Regions from separate parts of the Sus scrofa genome. Here region 2 is linked to region 1. The links are chromatin contacts, called in public promoter capture Hi-C maps. All regions are on one chromosome and are shown on one strand. The core of a region is the stretch at or near the end of the contact, and the rest is flanking DNA. Distances in the headings are between cores, read along the strand shown. Region 1 overlaps TMCO4 (transmembrane and coiled-coil domain-containing protein 4). Region 2 holds the start of OTUD3 (OTU domain-containing protein 3).

Region 1 (5,605 bases), core at 1,086-3,585:
CTGGCCTCTCTCAGTGGGTCAAGGATCTGACGTTGCCGTGAGCTGGGGTGTGGCTGTGGCCTAGGTGGGCAGCTCCACTCCAATTCGACCCCTGGCCTGGGAACCTCCATATGCTGCAGGTGTGGCCCTAAAAAGCAAACAAACAAACAAAAAACACAGGTCCTGTGCTAGAGAAATCTAGACCCTCTGCAGGGAGGGCACACCCCTGTGGGGTTTGGGGATTCCAGCAGGGGGAGAAAGCACCCCAGCTCTCCTTAATTTACGTATTAATAAGCCTTCTCAGTTCACAGCCTTCTTGTGATGGAAACTGTTGGGGTTTTTTCCTTGTATCTCAGATGTCTGTGACCATCATGCCTGCTTGGCCAATGTGACCAAAACCGTTGTCTTTTAGAACATTGCCAGGCCTGGTTGGCAGAACAGAAGATTAGAACATTCCTGCCCTGTGGGTCCTGTGTTCCCCCACTATGTGTTTCAGTGACAGCATCTGAGTTGGAGGCCCCCGGTCCTTGCCACCCCAGCACAAATGTGCCCTTGTGAACTCTGACCTTTCAGGTCTTTAATACATTCTTTTTTTTTTTTTTTTTTTTTGCTTTTTAGGGCCACACCCTTGGCATATGGAGGTTCATAGCTATAGCCACTGGCCTACACCAGAGGCACAGCAACACTGGATCCTTAACCCACTAAGCAAGGCCAGGGATCGAACCCACGTCCTCATGGATGCTACTAGGATTTGTTAACCACTGAGCCACAACAGGAACTCCAATGGTTCTTTATCCTTTATTTCTTCCTTCTTTGGTTCACTCATTTACCCAGACATGCATTTATTTATTTAGGCAAAGCCCGTTTGCAGGACTTCTCAGGAAATACAGATAAATATCAAACATCAGGACCACACAGAAGGCATGAACCATTTGGGAAGCCCCAGTGAAGGAGAGTGGACCCTGCAGCCAGGCCTGGACCTGAATCCCAGCTCTGTCACTTACTAGCTGAGCACATGTACCGAAGTCCCTGTGCCTCAGTCTCCTCATGTGCGAAATGGGTCTAGTAATACCTTCTTCAGTGGATGATTGAAAGCATTAAGTAGGGAACTGTGTGGAAGGCACTTAGCAGAAGGCTGGTGAATAGTAGGCATTTATCAACCGCTGTCTTTGTCACTGTCACTGTCATTATCGTATTTTCCCTTATTACCCAGTTGCTATAACTGAGCCGTGAATTTAGCCACCCACGTCCTAGCAATCAAAACAAAAACAGCCTCTCACTTCCCTGAGGGGACCTGGAGATGCCAGCACCACAGGTAACGAGGCCTTCCATTTGAGCCTGACTCACTTTCTGAGGGTTGTGCCCTCTCCTTTCAGGAGTTAAGTGCTCAAGCTCAGGCTTAATTAGCCATCCGAGCCTCAAACAGCTCAGCCTTTGCTCAGCTAGACAAGTTACCTACCAGGAGCCGTGGGCACGGCCTCGTGGCTGGGAATGACCTTTCCAGGGTGCTGCCTAATTGTCAGGAAGGTGGTGGCAGGGGTGTCAGCAGGACACCCAGGCTGGAGATAATGATTTCTTTGGCTTTGAGCACCTGGGACTTGGAAGAATGTTAATTGGGCGACAAGTCCCAAGTTGGGTTTTCATTTGGGTGATTTTACATTCTCTCATTTAGCAGTTGCTGGAGATTGAGGCTCCAGGGGACTGTTGTCGAACCTGGCTCATGCCTTAGAGAGTGGTGGAAAACGTGGTTTTAATTCATCCTGCCATATTTCTCTGCAGAAGTTTAAGGGAGAATAGCTGCTCATCTCCAGAATAAGAAGCCATCCTTCCAAGGTGGCAATGGGGGTGGGGGGGGTGGAGCTGTTTATTGAGCACCTCCTATGTGCCAGTTTGGACCAGAATCCACCTCAGTCTTCCCAGTCACCTTGGGAGGTGTGGCATTATGACACCTGGAAGCAGGTGCTGCATTTTCCACGTTTACAGAGGGAGAACCAGATGCTCAGGGAGATTATATGATTTGTTCAAGGGCACACATAGCCAGGAATGAGCAAATCTGGGATTCTTGTCCAGGTGCATCTGACTCTGAACCACTTCCCACTGACCCTTCTTTTATGCTGCCTCTTATGATAAGCTTGCTGCCCTCGAATTGCCTATAATCTAGGTAAGAGAATGGCTACCAACCTTAATACAGGTAGAGAACAGTGTCAAATGCTTCACTGCAAGGGCCTAGACATTAAGCAGTTCAGAGGAGGGAGCTTTTCCCTCCAGGGGGCAGGGCAGGCTTCAAGGAAGAGGCAGCGGGCGTTAAGGAACAGATAAGCCTTGAGAGGCTGTGAGGAAAACAGGAGGCCTTAGAGCCAGGAGCTGGCAACAACAAAGATCCAAAGAGGAAGGTGAACTGTTGGGTGCGGGGGGGGAGCATGCAGGCAACCTGAGCCGAGGTTTCTGCTGGGAACTCGGGAGAAGTAAGATGGGAGAAATGGGACAGGGTCCAGACAGAACTCAGGGCTTGACCTGCCGAGCAGAAAGCAGAGACTTGGCTCTGACTTGAGTCTTTCGTGTCAGTGTTTTCACTTGGGGTATTTATTTATCCATCGATCTGACCATCTAGCCATCGCTCAGATGTCTGCTGAGGACCTGCCATGTGCCAGGACCTGTGCAGGGCACAGAGGGGGCAGAGGTCAGCCAGACCCCATCGGCACCTGCCAGGATCTAGGATGGAAAGGGACGCCCTTCTGAGCATGTTCCCTGCTCCACCCCCAGCACCCTGCCTGCAGCTGTGCAACCCCCCCCCCCAACCTCTGCTGGTCCTGGAGGTCTGTCTTAGCTCTCATTCGCTTCCCAGAGGCCAGGGTCTCCAGTCCCCAGTTCAGCCCAGCCTTGGACGCCAGACGACAGGGTTGGTTGAACTGCACCCAGTGAAGCCAGTTGATGGAGTGCCCTTCCTGCCAGGCCCTTCCCAGGAAGTGTCTCTTTGATCATCACAGCCAACCTGCATGGGCCTGAGGCCTCCCTGCCCCACAAGGGTCCTGGACCCATTAATTTTACAGCAAGTGTTTCCCCGGCTTGTCCAGGCTGTATGGCTAGTAAAAGGCAGGGTCAGGGCTTCCCTCAGGGACCCCAGGGAGCAGCGGGTGCTCGGAGGTGTGGTGAGCCCACCCCTTCCTGGAAGGTGGCCTTCCAGGAAGGCCCTGGAGCATTTGGGGTCACCACAGCACCACCTTGCGGTGACTTTCTGGGCACACATTTCGCAAGCCCAGCATGGAGTGGGTTTCCAGCAAGTGCTTCCACCTGCTGCCTTTGCTGCCTTTCATTGAGGACTTATCAGAACTGAGCAGCTGCTCCCGCTTCCTGAGAAATTTCCACATCACCAGCTACATCCTTTTTGTTTGCATTTATTATGCGTCAAAGACACAAAGAGGGGGAGGAAGAAATATTTACTAATTACCTGCTGGAACGGGGTGTTTCCAGGCATCATCCCACGGAACCTTCTCAGCAGCCCTGCAGGTCAGCAATTCTTGGGCCATTTTCCAGATGAGGAAATGGAGAGGCGTGGTCTGGCCCGGCTCCCATGGCCAGGTAATGCAGGGCCCCTTCCGACCCCTGTTCGCATCAGAGCAGAAGCTCTGCCCTCCGAAGCATGGCTGGACTTTCTGGTAGCAGCTGCCTAGAGTGTGCGGTTATTTCAGTGAACTTGCTTTTCCCAGATGAAAATCAGGAGGAAATGGTCTGAAAAAGAATTTCTTGTAAGAAAAGAAAGAAAAATTGGATCCCATTAGTGATGTCACCTTTTTTCTTAATGACCCAAACTGAAAAGATCAGGCTCCTATGGCACAATTTTCTAAAAGATGGAAGGGAACTTGGATGGGATTGTCCTTGAAAATGCCACCGCCTCCCAGAGGTCCCTGGGAGGCCCCTGCCGTGTAGCAAACCCACGTGGAGAGTGTCATTGGCAGAGAAGAGGAAGAGCAGTGACCACATCCATGATGTGTCTCCAGTTATCCCACCAGGAACCTGGGCTCAGGAGCTCTATGGACGCACATTCATGCTCAGAGGGACATTCAGAGATGCAGGCTGCTGCCAGATCCGGACTGCTTCACAGTCTGGGGCTCCACCTTTGACGGGGCTCTTCATGCAGGGAGATGGCGGAGTTTGTCATCGAGGCTGACTACCACCTGCAGCTTTATCAGTGAGCTTTGCCCGCCTGTGCCTCACCTGCAATCGCTGTGCCATCTGTTTCAGGAATGGAATGAGGAGTTGTAAAGCTTGGGAGGAGGTAAGAGGAAGCAACCACAGGGAAATTTTATTTTACACCTAGACCCAGTCACATTAATTACCCAGGCGAAACAGGACCACCTTTTCAAAGAACTGCTGTCCAGAAGCAAGCCTGACGTTGCAGTCCAGAGACCATCAAAAGCACACTGGACTCAGACTTGCTAAACTATAGCCAGTGCCATGGACACCGGCACGTTGTGACCCTTAGGAGGATGATAATGACCCCTGTGGATTGATGGTCAGGTTCCCGACCACAGGCATCATCACACAGGTTTGTTGGTCGGGTCATTTCCATGTAGCGTGGGGATTCCAATTTCATGTCGTTACTTAAATTTATTTTATAAGGAACTATTACCTCAACTGGAAACTCAGTATTGTCATACATGAAAGGAATCATTAAAAAATTAAAATAAGAGTTCCCATTGTGGCTCGGTGGGTTAAGAACCTGACATCGTGCCCATCCAGATGCAAGTTAGATCCTTTGCCTCGCTCAGTGAGTTAAGTATCTGGCATTGCCGCAACATTGGGTGTCGATACGGCTAGGATCGGCATTACTGTGGCTATGATGTAGACTGGCGGCTACAGCTCTAATTCAACCCCTGGCCCAGGAACTTCCATATGATGCAGGTATGGCCCTAAAAAGGAAAAAGTAAAATAAAACATAAAACAGTGCAGGGAGTTCCATCATGGCTCAGTGATAATGAACCTGCCTGGTATTCATGAAGACTCAGGTTCAATCCCCGGCCTCTCTCAGTGGGTTGAGGATCCAGCATTGCCTTGAGCTGTAGCGTAGGTCACAGATGTGGCTCAGATCTGGTGTGGCTGTGGCTGTGGTGTAGGCCGGCAGCTGCAGCCTCTGATTCACCCCCTAGCCTGGGAACTTCCATGTGCCACAGGTGTGGCCATAAAAAGACAAAAAATAAATAAATAAAATAATGCAATTAAGATCTAACATGATGATATTCTAAGCCTGGGAACAGGCTTTTCTTTTTTTTTTCCCCCACTCTTTAAAAGCCATTTATTCATAATTATTCGGCACTTATTACCTCTTGCTCTTAATTATTTTCTGTGAATAAGCTGAAAGACACTCCCCAGTGGGTGACATAGACAAGTAAATTAACAATAGAAGCTTCCACAGAATTCAATGAAAATAAAGTGTAGAGCCATCCAGAAGAGTCCAAATGAGTCTTCACTCCACCACTCCAAGGTGATAGGAAGAAAAGAAAACTGAGTGCCAAGACGTGTATAAGTGCCTTGGCGTTAGGGATCCTAGGTCATGAGGAACTGCAGGAAGTTGGATATGATTAGAAGAATTGATATGATTAAAAGAACTGATATGGTTAGAAGAATG
Region 2 (5,605 bases), core at 804-3,303, 130 kb before region 1:
GTAGCAACCCCACTAAGAAAACACTCCTGGAGTTCCCGTCGTGGCGCAGTGGTTAACGAATCCGACTAGGAACCATGAGGTTGTGGGTTCGGTCCCTGCCCTTGCTCAGTGGGTTGACAATCCGGCGTTGCCGTGAGCTGTGGTATAGGTCGCAGACATGGCTGGGATCCTGCGTTGCTGTGGCTCCAGCGTAGGCCGGTGGCTACAGCTCCGATTAGCGTGGGAACCTCCATATGCCACGGGAGTGGCCCAAGAAATGGCAAAAAAAGACAAAAAAAGAAAAAAAAAAAGAAAACACTCCTTTGAGGGACCCTGCTGAGGGTCTAGCTGGCCTTCCTTTATGATATTTCTGTCATTCATTCATTCAACAAAAATGCACTGAATACCTTCTGGAGTTCCCGCTGTGGTGCACTGGGTAAAGAATACGACTTAGTGGCTCAAGTCGCTGCGGAGGCATGGGTCCCATCCCTGGCCCAGCTCAGTGAGTGAAGGGATCTACAGCTGCAGCTCAGATTCAGCCCTGGCCCAGGAACTTCCATATGCTGTGGGTGCAGCCATTTAAAAAAAAAAAATGCTATGAATGCCTTCTGAGTATCAGACACTGTGCCAGGTGGTGGTGAATAAACTGCAATCAAGCTCTAAATCCAACCTGCCTGAAGCACTGTGCATACGTAGGAAAAGTGGAAAAGGTAACCTACAGCCAGTAACAATTATAAACAGTTATAAACAGTTTTGATTAGCATAAGGTGAAAGCCAGAAAATACTTGCAATATAAGGTGAAATCCAGAAATACTTTCTTCCCCCACGTCCATGCCTAACAGCTAAGGCAATTCTGCATGGTCTTCAGCTTCATTTTATTCTTCCCTCTGCCCTATCTGAGCCCCCAAATGACAGCTGGGCTGTTAATTCTGTCTCTTCCAGAGTGACAAACTCTGGCAACCAGACTCCTTTTATCTATCCCTACACTGGGATGCTAATTTATCTCCCCTACACTTTTCCTTTTGCCCTCCATGCTCCTGGGTCCACATCCCCTTTTCTGAGGCCATTTTTCCTTCCCTCCCTCATTCCCTTCCTCCCATCCCATTTATTCATCCCATATTCTCTAAATAAACTGGATTCCAGTCTAAAGCCCAAGCAAGCTTGGGGAAGTGTGGTTGCCTACAGAGGAAAAACTGAAGCCCACGAAGGTAAGAATTAGAGAAGCTGCTTTCAGCTCAGTAAACAAGAGGCCCTCACAGACCTCATTTCCCAAGTGTAAAAGGAGGGCAATACCCAACAGTAATAAGAACTCAAAGGAGGCCAAGCGTTATACCAACCGGGGCTTGCACCGCTTTCTAAAAGATCGTCATTATGACAGCTCTTCGACTGACTGGCTCCATCTCATTCCTTCAGATCTCAGCTTAAATGTCACCTTTCAGGGGAGCCTTCCTGGACATCGATCTAACGGGGCTCTCCGGACCCCTTTACTGTTTGCTTGGGGCCTTTGCCACTATCAAGGCAATTGGGGATTACTCGAGCATCTCAAGGGGAGGAGCCTGGCCGCCTCGCTCGCTGCTGGACCCCCCAGCACTGGGAAGGGGCTGGCGTTCTGGGCCGCCCGATGAATGGGCAGGCGAGAACCCGCGACAGTCGCCAAGCGCAGCGCCCCACCGCCCCTACGCGCTCCCGGGCCCGCCTCACCCGTCCCCCGGCACCTCCCGCAGCTTCAGCCCCAGGGCCTGCAGTTGGTTGGCGAAGCTAACGAACTCCTCTTCGCAGCCGCCGCCGCCGCCGGACTCCGGCCGGTTCCGCCGCTCCTTGGCTAGGGCCCGGCGCGCCGCGCGCTCGTCCCGCTTGCGCTCGGCCTCGGCTTTCCGGCTGCCGCTGCCCGGCCGGCTCTTCGCCGCCTGCTTCCGGGACATGGCCTTGGCCCTGCGGCCCGCAGCGGTAAGAGGAAAAGCCGCAGGACCGTCAGGCAGCCGCCTCAAGTGCCTAAAACCCGAAGCGGCGCGGGCGACAGAGCCCGGCGACGGGGACGCGGCGACCGCGCCTGCGCCGGCTCTGGGTACCTGGTCACGTGACAGAACGCCCCCCACCCCCGCCCCGGCTAGGAGAACAGGAGCCATAGAGAGCACTCCTGAGAGAGCTAGAGGGGCACCCGTCTTTGTTTGCTCCGCTCCTCCCCCTAGCGGTGGGTGGTACTCCAAGTGAGGAGCCAGTTGGACCCAAAAGAGAGCGCAACAGGAAAAGGTCAAGGAGATCGATCACTGCTTTAAAGCCCGTGGACTTTATTTAATCCTGTCCCTCTCTACCTCTCTACCTTCGCTCATAACGCAGGGAGAGGTAGCCCTTGTCCAGAACACTGTCTCCTCTGTAATTTTGATTCCACTCTGAAGTGACCAATCTAGGTTTGCCCGGATTAAGAGTCTTCCAGGGACGCAGGACTTTCAGTTTTAGAGCAGAGACAGCCCCAAGCAAACCAGGGTTGATGGGTGACCCTAAACGACATCCACCTACCCTGGAAGCTAACTCCGTCAGTAATCCCCTCTCTCCTGCATAATACCCTCTTCTCCTTTGTCCTGGTCCCTCTTTCTTTTCTTTTTTTTTTTTTTTTTTTTTTTTTTTGGTCTTTTTAGGGCTGCACTGGAGGAATGTGGAAGCTCCCAGGCTAGGGATTGAAACGGAGCTGTAGCTGCCAGCTTACACCACAGCCACAGCAATGTGGGATCCGAGCCGAGTCTGTGACCTACACCACAGCTCACTATAACACCAGGCTAGGAACCATGAGGTTGTGGGTTCAATCCCTGGCCTTGCTCAGTGGGTTGGGGATCCGTGTTGCCATGAGCTGTGGTGTAGGTGGTAGGCACGGCTCGGATCCTGCATTGCTGTGGCTCTGGCGCAGGCCAGCAGCTGTAGCTCTGATTAGACCCCTAACCTGGGCACCTCCATATGTCGCGGGTGCGGCCCTAAAAAGCAAAAAAAAAAAAAAAAAGAGAGAGAAAAAGAAAGAAAAAAGAAACAATAGTGCAGCCTTGGGGCAGGATCCTGGTTCCTCTTCAGGGAATATACATAACAATATCTTTGAGTTATCCCACTGAACTAAAAACAACTGGGAGTTCCCATCGTGGCTCAGCAGTTAATGAACCTGACTAGTATCCATGAGGACCCAGGTTTGATCCCTGGCCTCGCTCACTGGGTTAAGGATTCAGTGTTGCCATGAGCTGTGGTGTAGGTCGCAGACACCACTGGTGTTCTGTGTTGCTGTGGCTGTGGCTTAGGAGCAGCTGTAGCTCAGATTGGACCCCTAGACTGGGAACTTCCATATGCCATGTGTGTGGCCCTAAAAAGACAAAAGAAAAAAAAAAAAAAAAAAAGCCCCAACTAATGGAAGCCGTTAACTGCTTGATGAAGCATCCTTCACTCCGGAAAGGAGGTCACTGTTTGATAACTTTGAGAATCACAGAAACTCATCAGGAGACACCCCCCCCCCAAGGCCAGATTAAAGAAATCACAGGAGGAGTTCCCATTGTGGTTCAGCTGGTTAAGAACCAGTATTTTAAAGAAATCACAGAAGGAGTTCCCATTGTGGCTCAGCTGGTTAAGAACCTGACCAGTATCCATGAGGATTCGGGTTTGATCCCTGGCCTCACTCAGTGGGTTAAGGCTCCAGTGTAAGCGTGGCATGGGTTGGAAATACTCCTTAGATCCAGTGATGCTGTGGCTGTGGTGTAGGCCAGGAAATTTCACATGCCACAGGTGCAGCCCTAAAAAAAAAAAAAAAAAAAAGGAATACAGGCCCCGAACACGACCTGATCCTTACCAGCAATCCCCACCCTTGAACCACTGATACCAGAAAGATGATACCAGAATCCGGGTTCTCGTTCACGGTAGTCAAAGAATGAACTCCGAGAACACACAGGCAGCAAGCAAGCAAAGTCTTTACTAAAGGAAAGCAAATAGCTCCCAAGACAGCTGGGAGGGGGGAGGAGAGCCCCCTTCTTTATTGTCCTATGGGGGTTTTTATTCCTTAAATGTGGCGAGGGTACCAAAGTGGGGTCCAGAAAGATGCGGTTTTCTCCCATTGGCTTTGTTCAATTACCTATATTAGTCCTTGTCCAATAGGGCTTTTAGAGTTGGAAATGTTCCATAAGTTTTATGGTTTCTTTGTCCTTCTCTTTCCTTAGATTAAGTCACCATTCCTCTCATTCCTTTTCTATCAGTTGAGGAGTGGGCTAGAGATTCGAATTTCCTACAGTAAACAAAGCCTGTGGGGAGTGCACATTTCCTATAATAAAACAAGGCCTGTGGAGGTGTTACTCCCTGGAGCCCTTAAGCCACAGAGGTTAATCAATATCCATATCAAGAGAATGTATCCAAACCCATTCTCCTACACTACCTACCTGAGTTAGTATTCTGTCTCACCTTTGCTATAAACCTCCTCACTAAATCATCCCTAGTGAGCAAATGGAACACACAGTTTTGGGAGGCATTGGCCTGCTGTGTTCTCCTTTGCCTGACAAAGCAATAAAGCTTTCCTTTTCTCCTTCACCCAGAACTCTTGTCTCCAAGATTCAGTTCAGCCACAGTGCACAGATGCTGAGTTCTGAGACCACGTCACCAACAGGATGAGGAAATCAGAAACCTCAGCACACTGATGTTGGGAGGTAAACTACTGTGGTCTCTGGCAGGGCAAATTGGGCAGTCTCGAGAAACCTTTTTTTTTTTTTTTTTTTTTTTAAAGCCTGCACCCATGGCATATGGAGGTTCCCAGACTGGAATCGAATGGGAGCTATAGCTGCCGCCCTACGCCACAGCCACAGCGACGTGGGATCCGAGCTGCATCCACAAGCTGCACCACGCTCACAGCAATGCCAGAACCTTAACCCACTGAGTGAGGCCAGAGAACTTCACAGATGCTAGTCAGGTTCATTTCCGATGAACTACGATGGGAACTCTTCGAGAAATATTTTAATGTCCAGAAATACCACATTTCTTTAACTATTCTTAAACAAACCTTACGCACATGCACTAGAAGGTCTGTCCAAGGATATTTAAGGTAGAGTGCTGTGTAAAAGCAAATAATTAGAAATAGCATAAATATTCATCAATAGGAAAATGACCTCTTCAGTAATGACTACTTCATTTATTAAATACTGCAAAACCATTTAAAAGAATGGGGTTCCTGTTGTGCTGTAATGGGATTGGCGGCATCTCTGCAGCAGCAGGATGCAGGTTCAATCCCTGGCCTAACAGAGTGGGTTAAAGAATCCAGCATTGCTGCAGCTGTGCCATAAATCACAACTGCAGCTCCAATCTGATCCCTGGCTTGGGAACTCCATACACTGCAGGGCGGCCAAAAGAGAAAAAAAAAAAAAAAATGATGAGGGAGAAATGAGGTAGGTCTAGATGAAGTCACGTGGATAGCTCTCCAGGGCGCCTGGTGGAATGGCAAAGCACCTGGCAAAGTGATCCATTCCAAGTAGCCTTTATTTACATAAAACAGAACAACAGCAACATAAAACAAAACAGAAGACTATATGTTTTCTGCAGGTGTACCTGTAGACAGTCACTTCTCGGTATCCATAGAAGACTGGTTCCAGGACCAAAATCCATGGATCCTCAATTC

The links. Promoter capture Hi-C pulls out the DNA fragments that hold promoters and counts their contacts.
Region 2: a contact with region 1 is called in a promoter capture Hi-C map of fetal liver, with 5 times the contacts expected there. The contact joins the promoter of OTUD3 here to the enhancer-like site in region 1. A contact is called at or near these places in 3 of 5 promoter capture datasets (fetal liver, fetal skeletal muscle and liver), 10 of 47 Hi-C or Micro-C datasets (blood, embryonic fibroblasts, epiblast stem cells and 6 more) and 1 of 2 datasets of contacts at active chromatin or transcription factors (skeletal muscle).

The regions. Positions count from the first base shown.
Region 1 is chr6:78,111,546-78,117,150 of Sscrofa11.1, reverse strand. All of the region lies in intron 14 of TMCO4 (transmembrane and coiled-coil domain-containing protein 4), which reads left to right. Among named protein-coding and RNA genes, the nearest start is that of HTR6, 37 kb to the right of the region's middle. Within about 2 kb of position 2,335, at least 7 of the 83 cell types and tissues checked have an H3K27ac peak or open chromatin away from gene starts, as enhancers often do. A contact at or near this core is called in fetal liver, where this site is marked.
Region 2 is chr6:78,238,052-78,243,656 of Sscrofa11.1, reverse strand. OTUD3 (OTU domain-containing protein 3) reads right to left here and starts at 2,053. Exons shown (of 7, transcript XM_021095472.1): 1 at 1,681-2,053. The coding sequence starts at 1,901.